Regions from separate parts of the Mus musculus genome. Here regions 1, 3, 4 and 5 are each linked to region 2. Evidence: chromatin contacts called from public ChIA-PET, HiCAR-type and promoter capture Hi-C data. All regions are on one chromosome and are shown on one strand. Each heading gives the region's core, a stretch centred on a gene start, on an enhancer-like site or on the middle of the called end of the contact. The rest is flanking DNA. Distances are from core to core; before and after follow the strand shown.

Region 1 (2,700 bases), core at 92-2,591, 970 kb after region 2:
CTATAAGGACAAGGGATGTGGAGCTGAGGGGAAGAGACCCCCTGGGTTTAAGGGAAAAATTCTGACTTCAAATCTCAGCTGCTATTTCTGATTCACAGGACATTTTCTTGTGAAAATGGGGGTAAGGTTGCTTGCTCTGCATCCAATCTCGCCTTGCCGAGGTCAAATGGGATCACAGGCACCCGAGGCAGGTGATTAACTTGTTTTAAAGTAGGGGGTTTCCCCTTACAACTGGAATATGGAGCCACATCTCCACCATGAAGCAAACCAATCTACGCTGTTTTCAGAATCACTCTGCGATGCAGCTATGGGATAGAGAAAGGGAAGTACTTAGCTTCAAAGCCATAGATAGAAGTGGGGGCCCCGAATCTTCCCCATGCTTAGAAGGGGGGCTGTTCTGGGGGCCAAGGAAAGAGAAACATATCTGTGCCATCCTTATCCATTCATATCCCAAGCACAATGCTGCCATTCAGGTCTGCATGGAGGCTGGTAGACTCTGTTATCAGATGCTGAGCAGAAATGGATCCCAGAGACATAAGGGCAGGGGGACAAAGTGTTGAAAAGGAGGAGAAAGAGAAAATATTCCTGAGCCCAAGTTGCAACCTCTGAGGATGGAGAGATAGCAAAAGAGTTCAAAAGATGTGTTTGAGGGAGAAGTGAGATTCTGAGATTAGAGTAGTTAGAGTTAGGACCTGGGTCTTGGCAGCCCTGGCTGTCTAGCCTATCCTTTTGGGCCTCGATAGGGTATTTAAATGATTATCAGTAGACAGCAGAAAAGTAGCTATTCAGTGTAGCCACATCAGGAAGACAACTAAATAATGAGGGTGTACGACGCCCCCATCCTAAGTTCAGCATCCTGTCACCACAGGTTTAGATTTAGATAATACAGAAAGAATCCATAAGTAGGCAGTTTTGGTCAAGGTGTGCTATCCCCCCGAGTCATTCAGCCATCATTGTCCAGGCCTCCAGTGTTTTCCTCATGGTGAACTGATAAAAACTCCCTGTGACTGGCACAGGGCTGTAATTTTTTAACGTTTCCTAGCTGGAGCATTCCAATAACCAAAGAGAGTGCGTCTCTTCAGAATATCCTCTTCCTTCCAGAATCCTTGCAGCAGCTCAACTCAGCCAAAAGGCGAGCTGGGAGGCAGCTTTCTCTTTAGGACACCTGGGGAATTCCCACACGGAGCCTCTGGACTTTCAGTTCTGTTTTGCCTGCCCTGTGGCTCCTGCCAGCTCTGATGCCAGGCTCCGTTCCCCTTGCAGACCCCTGTGGGCGGCGCTTGCCGCACCGGGGGCGGTGCTGGCGACCGGGAAGTTCGGGGCCCTGACCTGGGGACATCCCCTTCCCTCACTTCCAGGTCTTCAGTCTTCCTAGGCTGGTGCCCAGATGGCTAGTGGGCACGGGGAGCGGCGGCTGGAGGACTCCTAGGTAGGTGGATCGGTCCTGCTGCCGGGTTGCTGCACCCCTCCCCGGACAGGGTCGAATCGACCGGGGCGGCCGCTGTGCTGTGCGGGGACCTGGTTTCCAAAGTGAAGCACCTGCGCCCCCAGCCGGGCGGATCAGCTTTGGGGCCAGATGTTTGTTTCCTGCTGTGATCCCTGCAGGAAGAGGGACACCCAGGGAAGAGGGGGCCACCGGAGAGCTGCAGCCACTGTCCCAGAGCCCGCGGCTGTGTGATCTGCGTCTTTACAGCCTTTCTGGCCCTGGGGTCACAGAAGGGAGTGTCTGTAGTGTCTCTGAACCCTGGGAAGCTAGGGTGAACGGTGACGCTGTCCCAACTTACATCCAGTCCACCCCTCTCTTGTCCCCAGGCTCCGGGCAGGCGGTCACTGGCAGGAGATGTGTCCGCAATCATAGTTTCTGATGGTGAAGGTTGGACGGCAGTCTCTGCGACCTAGAAGTGGAAAAGATGTCGTTCAAGGAGGTGCGGACTGTTTCCTTCTGACCAGGATCTTGTTTCTGAGTGTAGGGGCTTCACTTCTCTGCTTTTCGTTCATCTCTGGAGCATCCGAATTGCATCACCGGTCAGAAAACAACTTACCGAAACCTCAGACAAAGCGTGAGTGGAGTCTTTTAATAAGTATCTTATGACTTCTTCAGTCCTATAAACGAGAACCTTGTGTTTACATCTTAGATGTCAGGAAAAGGCTTTTCTAGTTTCAAAAAGGAGAAATATTATTTCGGGTGTAAAACGCTCAGATTGCCTGGAGGCTTTTGATCTGACAGAAAGTTCTTCAGCAAAGAGCAAATGGTAGGTAAGGTGGCTGGACTCAGACGGAGAGACCCTTTTCCTCCCCAAAAGGGAAATATTATGAGTACTGGAAAATATCTTATTTCACTACACTCGAAGTTTTTTGTTGTTTTTTTGTTTTTTTGTTTGTTTTGTTTTTGTTTTGTTTTGTTTTGTTTTTCTGTTCTAAGCAAAGAACACTTGCACCTTAAACCTTTAATTAGTGAATACAAAAACTGCCAGGCATTGACAGTATGTTTTGGAAGTTTCTAAGCTACCAAGTTTTTGTTTGTTTGTTTGTTCTAAATTTATAAGTTAACATTTAACGGGATAAGTGCCCAATGAAAAATCACCCTCCCATTTAAAGAAGTGAAGCTTAAGGGAGAACACTTAACATAGGGAAACAATTCAGAACGTTCATAATGCAACGATTGGAAGCCTCCACATATTAATTATATTGAATAGAAGG
Region 2 (2,700 bases), core at 96-2,595:
ATTGCTATATAATGCAGAATGATAAACTTGGAGGTTCATTATTTAAAAAGAGGAGGGGAGAACAGGTCCCAAACATGAAATGTGAAAAACTTTCAAACAAATTTAATCATGACCCTCAATGGAGAAATTAAGATGGATGGATGGGTAGATAAATTGATACTCCCAAGTTTCTAGTCATTTCTACAGAGCATCTTTATTCTGCCCACATTTAGCTGTCTGGATAGACCAGAATTCCAGTCTTAAACTACTACCTATGTTCCTTGCTACATGAAATCCTACAGTACGTTAAGCCTTAGGATGGTCAGCTTAACCTACATATGTGAGCATTACTTTTCTATACCTCTAATTTAACACTCAGAGTGCTAAATGTTTTCCTAAAAGAGTATAAAGTCTCAAGGTCGACAAGTAGAGCCAAATAAAAACAGCTGCATGCATGCCCTTCCAGTCCCTAGTAGAAACCTAGTAAAAATGTGCTACCACTTAAAACATATTACTCCCTCTCTCCCTCAACACAGAGAGAGAGAGAGAGAGAGAGAGAGAGAGAGAGAGAGCGCTGCAGCAACTTTTACGAAATGGTAATTTATTAAGTGCTCTCCCTGAAATAAGTTTCAGTGGGTTGTGCATCTTAGGAACTCGGATTTTCCTGAGCCAACTGAAACATGCAAGCACCCTACACATCGGACTCTGTAGACCTGGGAAATAAAGCGTTGGGGGCACCAAACTCCCCTATGCACTAAAATGAAATCTGGTCTTCCCATCCAAGGCAACTTCAAAAACAATAGTTAGGAAAGGAAAAAAAAAAATTAAGGGTTGATTCAAGTGATTCCCACGTGGGAATCCATGGGAGTTTCCCTGAAACAAAAACCACTGCCAGAATAAGGTTGCCAGGAAAAGGCATGGGACAGAGCTGGCCATAGGCTTTCTCAGTTTAGTGTCCAAAAAGGTGCAAGTGTCCACTCTGGAGACACAGCTGCTCTAAGAAAAAACTCCGAGTACTTGCATTACTCCTGCAAACTGACACTTTCTCCTATTGGTAGAAAGGAAAGGTTTCCACTGCCAACCCTCCCGAGGAACAGCCGAACTCCAGCATCAAAGCACCCACCCGCTCCCACTTGTCACCTTATAATGTCCCCCTCCCCCGGGTCCACTCACGCTTCAGAGTCGAGCGGTGGCGCTGACAATGTGGCTGGCTCCCTTCCTCCTTCGGGCTGAGGCGGGCAGCTGCGGAAGGCTGGCTAGGCGCGGAACTGAGGAAGAAGCGGTGCTAGCGTCGCTCCACCAAGCAGCTACCCGGGTCTCTTCCGCGCTGCTGGGATAGAGGCGGCGGTGGCGGCCCCGCTCGCTCACCGCTTTTTCTCTTCCTGGGTCCCTGCAGACTGTGGTGGCTTCAGCCCGTCCTGGGCCACTTGTCCCGGGACAGTCACGATCAGAAAGCTCGAAGATTTTGTTTGGGTAAAGTTTCCTCTGGGCGGAGGCTGCAGCCGGCCCCCCAGGTTCCCCCCCGGCCCCACCGCCCTGGGGGGCTGGGGCGGGGAGGGGGCGCCGAGAACTCCTGGAGTCCCGCCGAGGAGCCGGGGTGCGGCGGCAGGCCCAAAGAGAAGCCCCCCCAGAGGGGGTGGAGGGGAGGGGAGGGGAAGGAGAGGACAGCGGCGCCGGGGCCGCTCACCACGCCGCCGCGGCCGTTTCACATCGGGGTCCCCGCCCCCCCGGCCCGGAGGTGGCTCCTGGGCTGGGGGCCGGGGTTCATACACTCCGCTATGGGATGCTACGGCCCCGGGCGGCTGGTGTGGACAGCGGCAAGGCTGGGGACCCGGCGGGCTCGGATCGGCGCCGCCCCCGCTCCCGGCTCCCGCATGTGTCGCGGCGGCCGGGACCCCCTCCCTACACCTCGGGGGGTCCTTCGTCCCACAGTCCGGGACGAGGCAGAAAGCCCAGCCCCTCGCGGGCGTCCTCTCCCGGCTGAGCAGCTACGAGTCCCGACCCGCGGCAGCCGCCTCCCTGCCCCCCGGCCGCGGGCTCCGGCTCGGGCTCGGGCTCGGGCTCCGGCTCCGGCTCCGGCTGGGGCTCCGGCTTCGGCGTGTGCAGCAGCCGCTGCCGGCCGGGAATGTAAGGGGGGGAGCCGACGGCGGCCGCGGCTCCCGATGGCCCGGGCTGCGGCAAAGGTCTTGGCGGCGGCCAGTGCACGGATGCCGGGTCTCTCGGATGCTCGCTCACTCACTCGCTCTCACGCTCTCCCCGGCGGCGGCGGCAGCGCCCGAAGCTCAGCTTCTGTCTCTCTCTCGCTCTGTGCGGGGCTCTCGCCTCACTCCACAGAGGGGCGGGAGGAGAGTGGCGCCCAGCGATGACGTAAGTCGCCTAGCAACCGCTCTCCTCCCCCTCCCTTCCCCTTCCTCTCTGCGCCTTCCTCTCCGGGCCTCTTCTCCCCATCTCCAGCCACCCCGCCCTGGGAGGCTGCGGCGCGTTCTGATGACGCACCAAGGGAAGAGGAAGTCGCGATCTGCGAGCGGGTGGGTGCGCCTCGGGCCGCGGGACTGCTGCTGCTGCTGCTGCTGCTGCTGCTACCGCCGCCGCTGCCGCCGCCGCCTCTACGGCCGCGTCAGAACTGAAGAGAGGAAGGGGAGGAGCCCAGGCGAGCCTAAGCTACCGCCTGATCTTACCCCTGACCCTAGGGCGGCGCGGAGAGGGAGCTCTGTCGCCGTT
Region 3 (2,700 bases), core at 138-2,637, 660 kb after region 2:
AGAAGCTCTAATTGGTTGACTTTTTGCTCAAGTATTTGACTGACTCTGTGCTTTGACCTCAGTCTTTAAAACACATAAATTATGTGCATAGATGAGCAACCAACCACACTTCACCATCACCTGGGAACTTTCAGTAAAGATTTCAGGTCTAATATAGGTTGACCAAAAAGAAAATGACTAAAATTGCTTGCATTTGTATAGTTGTTACTTGATTGGATAAACTTATTTTTATTGTAATAATAATAATAACATAGGAAGAGGAGGAGGGGGAAGGGAGAGAGAGAGAGAGAGAGAGAGAGAGAGAGAGAGAGAGAGAGAGAGAGAGAGAGAGACTTGCTGTCAGGAAGCCCTGTCCTGAAAACCTAGGATTGAAAAAAAAACTTAAAAAAGTAACTGTGATAAAGAGCAAATTAAGAACTCTAGAAAAGCGTTAATAAAGTGGATGTGATGAAAACTCTGTGTCACATAATTGACAGGAACATCTCTGCTATATGCCTGTTGTCAGGGTATGAGCATGGCAAGCAGGTTTGGATACATACTCACCCCCATCCCCGACTATTGCTCTCCTTTGTAAATGCTTTGGATGATTTTTGCTAATCACGTTTATCCTATCTTATAAAATAAAGGTTTTAGTGAAACTTTGAGAGACAGATTCACTAGTAGTTGCAAGAAATAATTTAGAAAGCTCCCACATACTCTTTATTAAGGTCTGACAGTCAGCAGCACTAGAATATTTACGTTTCATTTGTAATGCAGAACACCTGCACTACTCTGTACACTCTCACCGCTCTGTATCAGAGGACTTTTTAAGGCTAGAGGTTGGTGCTCGCCTTTAATCCCAGCATTTAGGGAGCAGCAGCAAGCAAATCACTGAGTTCGAGGCCAGCTTGGTTTACAGAGAGAGCTCCAGGGCAGCCAAGGCTACACGGAGAAACCTTGTCCCAAAAAAGCCAAATAATAAAATTAAATAAGACAAAAATAAAATAAAATAGAAAAAGAATTTCTTTTCTAAATGTACTCGTTTCTTGCAGCCAAAGCCCCATATTTTTTTTTTTAAGCTAAAAGAACACACTTAAAAGCGAAGACTCAAAAGTTGCCTTTTAAAAAGAAAACTAAAAGCTACATTGAACACTTAAGTAGTAAGCAACTCTGCAACCCCAGAGGCACGGGAAGGGAACAGAAGCCTTCCCTGCTCCAGCTCCCACGCCAGGCCCCAACTTTTCCTTTCTGCCTACAGGCTGCCCAACCCAGACTGGTCCATCTGGTCTCAGTCCGGCCCTGCCCATCTCAGGCTCCTCCCCTACTGGACCTGCCCATTATTTCAGGCCGCGCCCCTCACCGCCCTGCCCATCTTCTCAAGCCCCGCCCAGGCTCGGCTCCTCCCTCGGGTCCCGCAGTCCTACCAGGGCCGCCAGGGGTCGTTGCATCTCCCCTGCACTTCCTCCGGTCCTTCCCACCCCACGCGGTTGTTGGCGCCAGACTCAAACAGGGAGGCCGCCTCGCGCAGCATGGTAAGAGCGAGGCTCCGACGCGCGCACCTCTGGGCTTCGGGGCCGCGGCAGCAGGGGTTGTGCCTGGCCAGGCCTTGTGAGGTTGGCCCCGCGCCCACTGCTGCGCCCGAGCCCTGATGGCGGCCTGCGCCGCCCTGGTTCCGAACCGGAGCGTTCTAGAACCGAATCCAGAAGCCCCGCAAGTTGGACCGATCCGCGGCTCCCGACCGAGAACCCCAGGGCGCACGCGCTGCGGAGTTGGCCACTGAAGTGTTCAGTGCCCTTCGGTTCTCCTGGAATTAGAACCCGGGGCCTTTTACTTGCTTGGCACGGCGCTCCCCTTTTTCAGCTGCACCCCACCACTGTACTTAGTATGCTAACAGGAGCCGCCCAGATCACTCCGCCTTTAGATCATGGCAGTGACACCCCCACCCCACCCCGCACCCCCGCCTTTAAGGGCAGGGTAGGACGCCCCACCCCCCACCCCAGCCTCCCCCACCCCCCACCCCACCCTGCTCTCTGCGGGCCAATCCTGGTTTACTACCAATCGCCGTTGTCTATTCGGACTTAATGACTCTCTGCCCTTTGGATCGTTTTTTTTTTTCAACTACCTTCAAAGTTTTGTGTCATTCTTTCCACTTTTGGCGACAGAGTATCAACGAGTCGCTAGAGTGACCCCAGATTTTAATATCTTAATTTAGTTAATTTTGGTCGTCACACAGGGTGGACAAGGATCAGGTCGTTGGGCATTTATTTGAAAAAAAAAAAATTGCCCAGCTGTAATTATAACTGATAACGGCTTCTTTGTGGTTAAACTAACAGACGGGCCACCTGGGCATGCAATGGCCCAAGGAGCCCAGGACCAGATTCAAAACAACAGTGTTACCAGTGTTTGGTGTTATCATGTTTCTCTTTGTAGAATTTAAGTACCCGACTAAAAGGAACTAGGAATTATTGATGTGCCGGCCTCACCCTCTTATTTAACCCTCTTTATAGGGCAGTTGCCTACTGCCAAAGGGATTTAATGGCTCTTAACTCTTCACGCAGGTATTGCTATTAGTTTTATATATGAGCAGGAAAAAGTTCACTGTTAGTCTGGTCAAAGTTAAACTTTTGACCTCTTTCCGAATGTGAATTACTATTTCGATTTGGCTTGCTTTGGCAGGTAAACAATTACAAACGTAGGCCTGTAATCCCCAGATGGCTTTGC
Region 4 (2,700 bases), core at 39-2,538, 560 kb after region 2:
AAGCTCCTCCCATCACACTGGCTGCAGGCTCCCAGGCTGTGAGGCAATTTATTTCTGTTATTTAATCTCCTCACTTCCAGGTACTTTGTTTTGACAGATGCAACACACCAATACAAACCGTTTTTCTCTACTCTGTATTTACCTTCGCTGTCTAACCACACACCTGCCCAACCTGTCTTGCTTAGCCAGAAGGTCCCAAATACTTTAGAAATCTGTGTGGCTGATTTGTATTCTGTGACCTCGTTCTGAACCCAACTCCTGGCTTCTCTGGGTCCTCTCTCATTTTCTTCTACTTGTCCTGCCACAGGAGGCAGACAGGAGGCTATGACCTCTGTAGGATACCTTTGCCCCACCCCTGTAATGGGCATTTTATTTTAGTCTCTCTCTTGCTGTCTTTGGAGTCTTTCCCCTTCATTTCAAACTCACCTCCACCCCCTTTCTAGGTTGGAGTAGCCTTGTGAAATTATCTTTCTGCGGTGGAAATCTTATTACATCACTTGCCAGCTCCAAATCTCTCAGAGGGTCCCTTTAGTTTCTAGTCAGATGCCAAGGTCCCAGTTTACCTAGGACGACAAGCACGGTGACCTAACTTCTTTGCCATCCACCATAGAGCATCTATCTGTCTTCATTGCTCCTGCTCTGCCCCTAAAGCCACATTCAGGATCAGCTAGTGCCCAGCCTCTTTGTTCTAGAGCCTGCAGAAGCCCAAAATTTAAAAGGCTTGTCCGGGAGGTGGCGGCAGGTGGGGGTTGGAGGTGGGGAGCTGTCTTTGGATTCTAGACTGATTGAAAAGCCCCATCTGTGCTCTCCCCAACCCCACCCTATGTTTCTTTGACTGTAATTTTTCAGGGTTGGGAACTGGTAAGTCTCCCTAGCATAACCAGCCCAACACAGTAGAGCACTTGAGAGGAAGTAGCGACTTCACGCTGTCAAAGGCACTCCAAAGTGAGGAAGGGACGGGGGGGGGGGGGGGGGGGGCGGAGAAACAGCAATTTTGCCCAGCTGTTTGGGAGAATGAAAAATCAATTTGCAAAGACAGCACTTCCTCATCCTTTTCAGCGCTGACTGTATCATAACTGACTCGTGAATTGGAATTAAAGCAAAGCTTTTCCCCTTGTCACGGTCAGCAGTGTGTGCTTTCAATACCGAACGCCCGGCGGTGGAGGCAGGCTGCGTCGAGCTCGCTCAGCCCGGTACAGCTGAAGTCACTTCCCCTGCAGGGACAGAGCGTGCTTTCGTGGGGTGGGCGGGCGGGTGTGTGTGTGTGAGAGAGAGAGAGTTTTCCGCAGTAGACCTGAAAACCCAGCCAGCCGCGGATTGGCGCATCCCGGCTGCGGCCGCCTGAGTCATCCGAATCGTTCTGGAACCGGGCACCAACTTGCGTGTTTGTCCGCGGCTCTTTGTGCGCGGATCAGCTGTACCGTGGGCTCTGGCATCTAATCCAGGATTTGCCTCTGCGCGAGGCTTATGGAAAGCAGATGTCTCGCCGCTCTGGGACTGAGCACAGAATGGAAGTGACCCAGAGAGGAGCTGTTTGGTACAGACGACACGGAGGGAAGGCCCCGGCGCGGCCCGCGAGGCCAGCTCCGCTCCTCGCGTCCGTCCTCTCTGCCGAGCCCGCCGCTCAGATCGTGTCCCGCGAGCGAGCCGTGTGACCGTGAGGCCGCGTGCGGCGGGAGCCGGGATACCGGGGTCCGCGGCCGCCAGAGATCCGGGTGCGAGCAGCAGCCGCGAGGGTCGCGGTAAGTGTCCCTGGGGGTGGGGGCGTGAGGGGCGCGGGCGGTTTTTCGGAGCTGTCAGCCCGCCAGCACTGTTCCCGGAATCTCACGGACCCTCTGCAGACCCTGACCTGCAAGGAACGCTTGCAAAGTCATTTGACCCTGGAGTAGAAAGCGACTCTATAATCTTAAAGCTTGGAAAGGTGTCCTCTTCCCACCCCCACCCCCAACCCCATTTCTTTTTCTTCCAAAAATAAACAAACAAAAAAATGTTCTTTCTCTTTGAAGGAACTACTCAGCTAGATTCCTGTCTATTAGTTTTCACGCTTACCCTCTGGCCAAGCTCACGCTGCACGTCTGGTTTATTAAAAGGTGGAGATGTTGCCTTTCTGGGCTTTTTGATTGATGCTGAAAAATCTGCATGCTGCTGTCAAGATGTAAAGGATTGGGGGTGGGGAGGAAGCTTGTCCCAAAAATGCTTGTCAGATGCAAAGCATTCCGCGAACCCCAGACATTTCCCCATTTGTAATCTAATCGATTCCAGGGAGCAACTGACTTATTTTCTGCAACTCCTTAATCGAATTAGGGCACAGATAGCGTTAGATTCAAATACTTTTTAATTCTAGTGTGTGTGTGGGGGGGAGGGGGAACGGGACACGTATTTATTTATTTTGAGGTTCTGGGGAATTAATGCTCGGCTGAACTGATAAGTTACGGCCCCACCTCTCAAATGCTTTTTAGATAGTACATTTAACAGCATTTGAAGTTCTGAGAGTCTAAAGATTAGGCTACACGCTAGGATATACATGAGAGGTTGTTCTTGTGACAGTTTGCATATCTATGCCCGCCCCCCCCCCCGCGCCCGCTCAGGGTTGGTTGGTTTGTTTTTCCTTCTAAGATGGAGCTTAACCTTCACATCTGTATTCTTGAAATATAGTTATAAGCTCAGTACAGCATAACAAGTACTTCCAGATTCCTTCCT
Region 5 (2,700 bases), core at 105-2,604, 780 kb after region 2:
TGCATGCGATAGCCGGGACATACCATCGATTTTCTGAGACCCTTGAATGCAGTGAGGGAATTTCAGTATCCGAGGGGCAAATAGAAACCCAGAGAAGTGAAATGAAGAGGAAAAAAAGGGTCCAATGGGATAGGACAGGACATCCTTGCCAGGGATGCACCCAAGCAATCTGGGGGGGGGGGGAGTAAGAAATAATTGGAGCTGCTCAAGTTGGACAAAGCAAAATGACATTTCCATGTGGACATTTGCTTTTATCAAGTGTTAAGTATGGCAAAGAAATCAGGTGGTTTAACCTCATTTAGAGTTACATCCAGACAAAGAGATTAGGTTCACAGTATGGTATTATGAAGAGAGCATCCATCATTCATATTGTCCTTGACCAACATCTGACCTGCTATGAGACTACATTTTTTCCCATAGTCTAGACTGGAAGGCTCCAGAAGCAATTAAACAGAAGATCAATGTAAGCAGACAGGTGTACACCATCACTTCCTGAAGCTCACAGTCTCTGAGTTTCATACGAGCTACGTTTGCTGCACACAGCAAATCAACTTAAAAAAAAAAAAAACAGAGGCAGAAAATAAATTTCCAAGTATGACTTACACTACTTATTAATATTGTTAACTGGCAGGCGATCTGTGCCCTCCACTTCAACTACGTTTAGCAAGTGGCTGGCTCACTTTTGCAGTCTGATTCTGCAGGTCCATCTGCAGGGCTCTTGAAGGTCTAACCTAAGCTCTCCCACCTGTCAGGATTTGGACCGTCTCCACAGAGGGCGCTGAGCGCATTACCGCCACGCGGCGCTGAGGTCAGCCTCTCGGGTGTTGGGAGAGCTTTTTATTCTAAATTACAGACCTCGCAGCCACCGGATATCCTCGCTGCATAACAGGCAGTAGCTGTGCGGCTGCACTCGCGTTTCCTGACAACCACAGCAATATTTCCACTAATATCCTGTTCAAGGCCAAGCGCTGGGCTACGATTCATTCCCAGGACCCCTCCCCCCGGGGGGTTAGTGCCCCCACCGTGGCCCGGGTGTCATCGACAAAGAGAACCTCATGAAAGTTCACGACAACACCCTCTCCCCGTGGGCCGCGAGCCCCAGCCCCCAGAGTCAAGCTTCTGGGGGCCCTCGGGCACGTGCTGCGCGCTGTGAGCGTTCGCATTGTCTTCGTCCCTCCGCTCCCCGCCGCGTTCCATCCCCTTCTATCTGCGGAGCACACGCGCTCGGGAGCAAGCGGCGCGCCGGCGCTGAGCAGCAGTCCAACAGCTGCGGGGGCGGGCCCAACAGCGGGGGGCGGGCCCGGAGGCGGGGCGGGGCCAGGGCGCGGGGGCGGGCCCGGGGCGCGGCCTGGCGGCCGCGGCGCCACCAAACAAGAGAACAAGATCGCTGCGAGCGAGCGCGGCGAGCACCAGCATGGCGGGGCTCCGGCGCCCGCAGTCCGGCGCCTACCGCCGCACGGCCGCTGCCGTGAACCTTCTGCTGGGCGTCTTCCAGGTCCTGCTGTCCTGCTGCCGTCCGGGAGGGGCTCAGGGACAAGGTCAGCCCGTCGTCGGGGCTGGCTGTCCCCGCCGCCCCGCCCCCCCTTTCTTTTAGGGAACTGTTGAAATCTGTGAGGGTTCGCGGAGGAAGGGGACTCGGGCGGCTGGGGAAGACGGGCTGCTGCAGCCCTGCGACCGCAGCGTCCCCTCGGCGACTCTAGGCCGGGCCAGGAGCGGGCAGCGTGGGGCTCAGGGACCGCTAGCCGCGCACGCCCCGGAGCCTTTGTGCGCGGGCCCCTGCGCCCCGGGCGCATCCCCCGCTTTGTGTGGCGCGCGGGTGCCTCGCCGCGCCCGGCTTCCTGCAGCTTTGTTTCCCCCAGCCCGGTGGCTTGGGGGTCGCGCCGTGCTTGGTGCGGCGGCCTCATGCCCTGGTCTTGACCAAGCCCGCACGCCCTCATCTTCTGGACCCCGGGGTCCGGCTGGGCATTGTATTTGCATCCTCGGCTCACCCCTCGGGTGGCCTGCCCTGCGAGGGGAGAAGGAGACTTGTTTGGGGGCAGGCGGTTGGCACGAGGGGACGGGCGAGGAAACAGGAAGCGTTTCTTTGCCGTGCATTACAAACGCGGTGTGTTTTTTTGGTGTCCGTGCAGCGTTTGAGCCCTTGCCGAACGTGGTGGAGCTGTGGCAGGCAGAAGAAGGGGAACTCCTGCTGCCCACTCAGGTGAGGAGGACCGGTGACAGGGCGGGTGTGGGCGTGTGAGGGAGGAGAGGCCTGGAGGTTGCCGGCCTTCCCCCCAATGGCACAGGAGCGCTCGGGTCACTTTGCAAGGCAAATAAACGGTCGTGCCGAGCCTGAACACCTGGCAACGGTGGCTCTTCAGCCTGGCTCCCGCGCCATGTGACAGGGTGTGAGTCAGGGCCGCCCCAAGTTCAGAAGGTGGGTGTCCAGGCCACCTCAGCAGGGTTGTGTGTCTCACAGCCTTGCGCCTGGCTAGTGGCGACTTCCTTGGCTCGTTAGTGGGCCAGGGTGGGCGGAGGACTCGCTTCTGGGTCTCCACGGCTGTCTCTAAGCAGGCGGGTGTGGTGTGGATGGCAAGTGGCTGGAGGGTTGAACACAATGGGAATATTGATTTCATAAATGTTAGTGAGTGGTACTTTGCCATTAGCCTAAGTAGCTTTGGGATGAAGAAGTGACTTTAAAGGAGTATAATCTTGGAATTT

The links. ChIA-PET counts read pairs in DNA pulled down with a chosen protein or histone mark. HiCAR-type assays count read pairs that join an accessible place to other places. Capture Hi-C pulls out chosen DNA fragments and counts their contacts.
Region 1: a contact with region 2 is called in a promoter capture Hi-C map of liver, with 2.3 times the contacts expected there. The contact joins the promoter of Tlr2 here to the promoter of Fbxw7 in region 2. A contact is called at or near these places in 1 of 39 promoter capture datasets (macrophages) and 1 of 9 other capture datasets (liver).
Region 3: a contact with region 2 is called in a HiCAR-type map of astrocytes, with 2.0 times the contacts expected there. The contact joins the promoter of Mnd1 here to the promoter of Fbxw7 in region 2. A contact is called at or near these places in 2 of 39 promoter capture datasets (the C10 cell line and pre-B cells) and 1 of 115 datasets of contacts at active chromatin or transcription factors (astrocytes).
Region 4: a contact with region 2 is called in an RNA polymerase II ChIA-PET map of memory CD8 T cells, with 5 read pairs. The contact joins the promoter of Trim2 here to the promoter of Fbxw7 in region 2. A contact is called at or near these places in 3 of 115 datasets of contacts at active chromatin or transcription factors (memory CD8 T cells, microglia and pancreatic cancer cells).
Region 5: an RNA polymerase II ChIA-PET map of memory CD8 T cells shows a contact between it and region 2, with 13 read pairs. The contact joins the promoter of Tmem131l here to the promoter of Fbxw7 in region 2. A contact is called at or near these places in 3 of 39 promoter capture datasets (the C10 cell line, the HPC-7 cell line and pre-B cells), 3 of 484 Hi-C or Micro-C datasets (the C10 cell line, embryonic stem cells and erythroblasts), 3 of 115 datasets of contacts at active chromatin or transcription factors (astrocytes, double positive thymocytes and memory CD8 T cells) and 1 of 9 other capture datasets (adipose tissue).

The regions. Positions count from the first base shown.
Region 1 is chr3:83,840,249-83,842,948 of GRCm38.p6, reverse strand. It overlaps Tlr2 (toll-like receptor 2), which reads left to right and starts at 1,341. Exons shown (of 3, transcript NM_011905.3): 1 at 1,341-1,429; 2 at 1,813-2,060.
Region 2 is chr3:84,814,222-84,816,921 of GRCm38.p6, reverse strand. Fbxw7 (F-box and WD-40 domain protein 7) reads right to left here and starts at 1,345. Exons shown (of 14, transcript NM_001177773.1): 1 at 1,153-1,345. It overlaps Gm35486 (predicted gene, 35486), which reads left to right and starts at 2,489. Exons shown (of 1, transcript NR_165832.1): 1 at 2,489-2,700.
Region 3 is chr3:84,154,473-84,157,172 of GRCm38.p6, reverse strand. Mnd1 (meiotic nuclear divisions 1) reads left to right here and starts at 1,387. Exons shown (of 8, transcript NM_029797.3): 1 at 1,387-1,511. The coding sequence starts at 1,509.
Region 4 is chr3:84,258,367-84,261,066 of GRCm38.p6, reverse strand. It overlaps Trim2 (tripartite motif-containing 2), which reads left to right and starts at 1,288. Exons shown (of 12, transcript NM_001271727.1): 1 at 1,288-1,742.
Region 5 is chr3:84,038,815-84,041,514 of GRCm38.p6, reverse strand. It overlaps Tmem131l (transmembrane 131 like), which reads left to right and starts at 1,354. Exons shown (of 35, transcript NM_172681.4): 1 at 1,354-1,538; 2 at 2,130-2,200. The coding sequence starts at 1,415. Gm30352 (a long non-coding RNA gene) reads right to left here and starts at 1,294. Exons shown (of 4, transcript XR_867387.3): 1 at 604-1,294.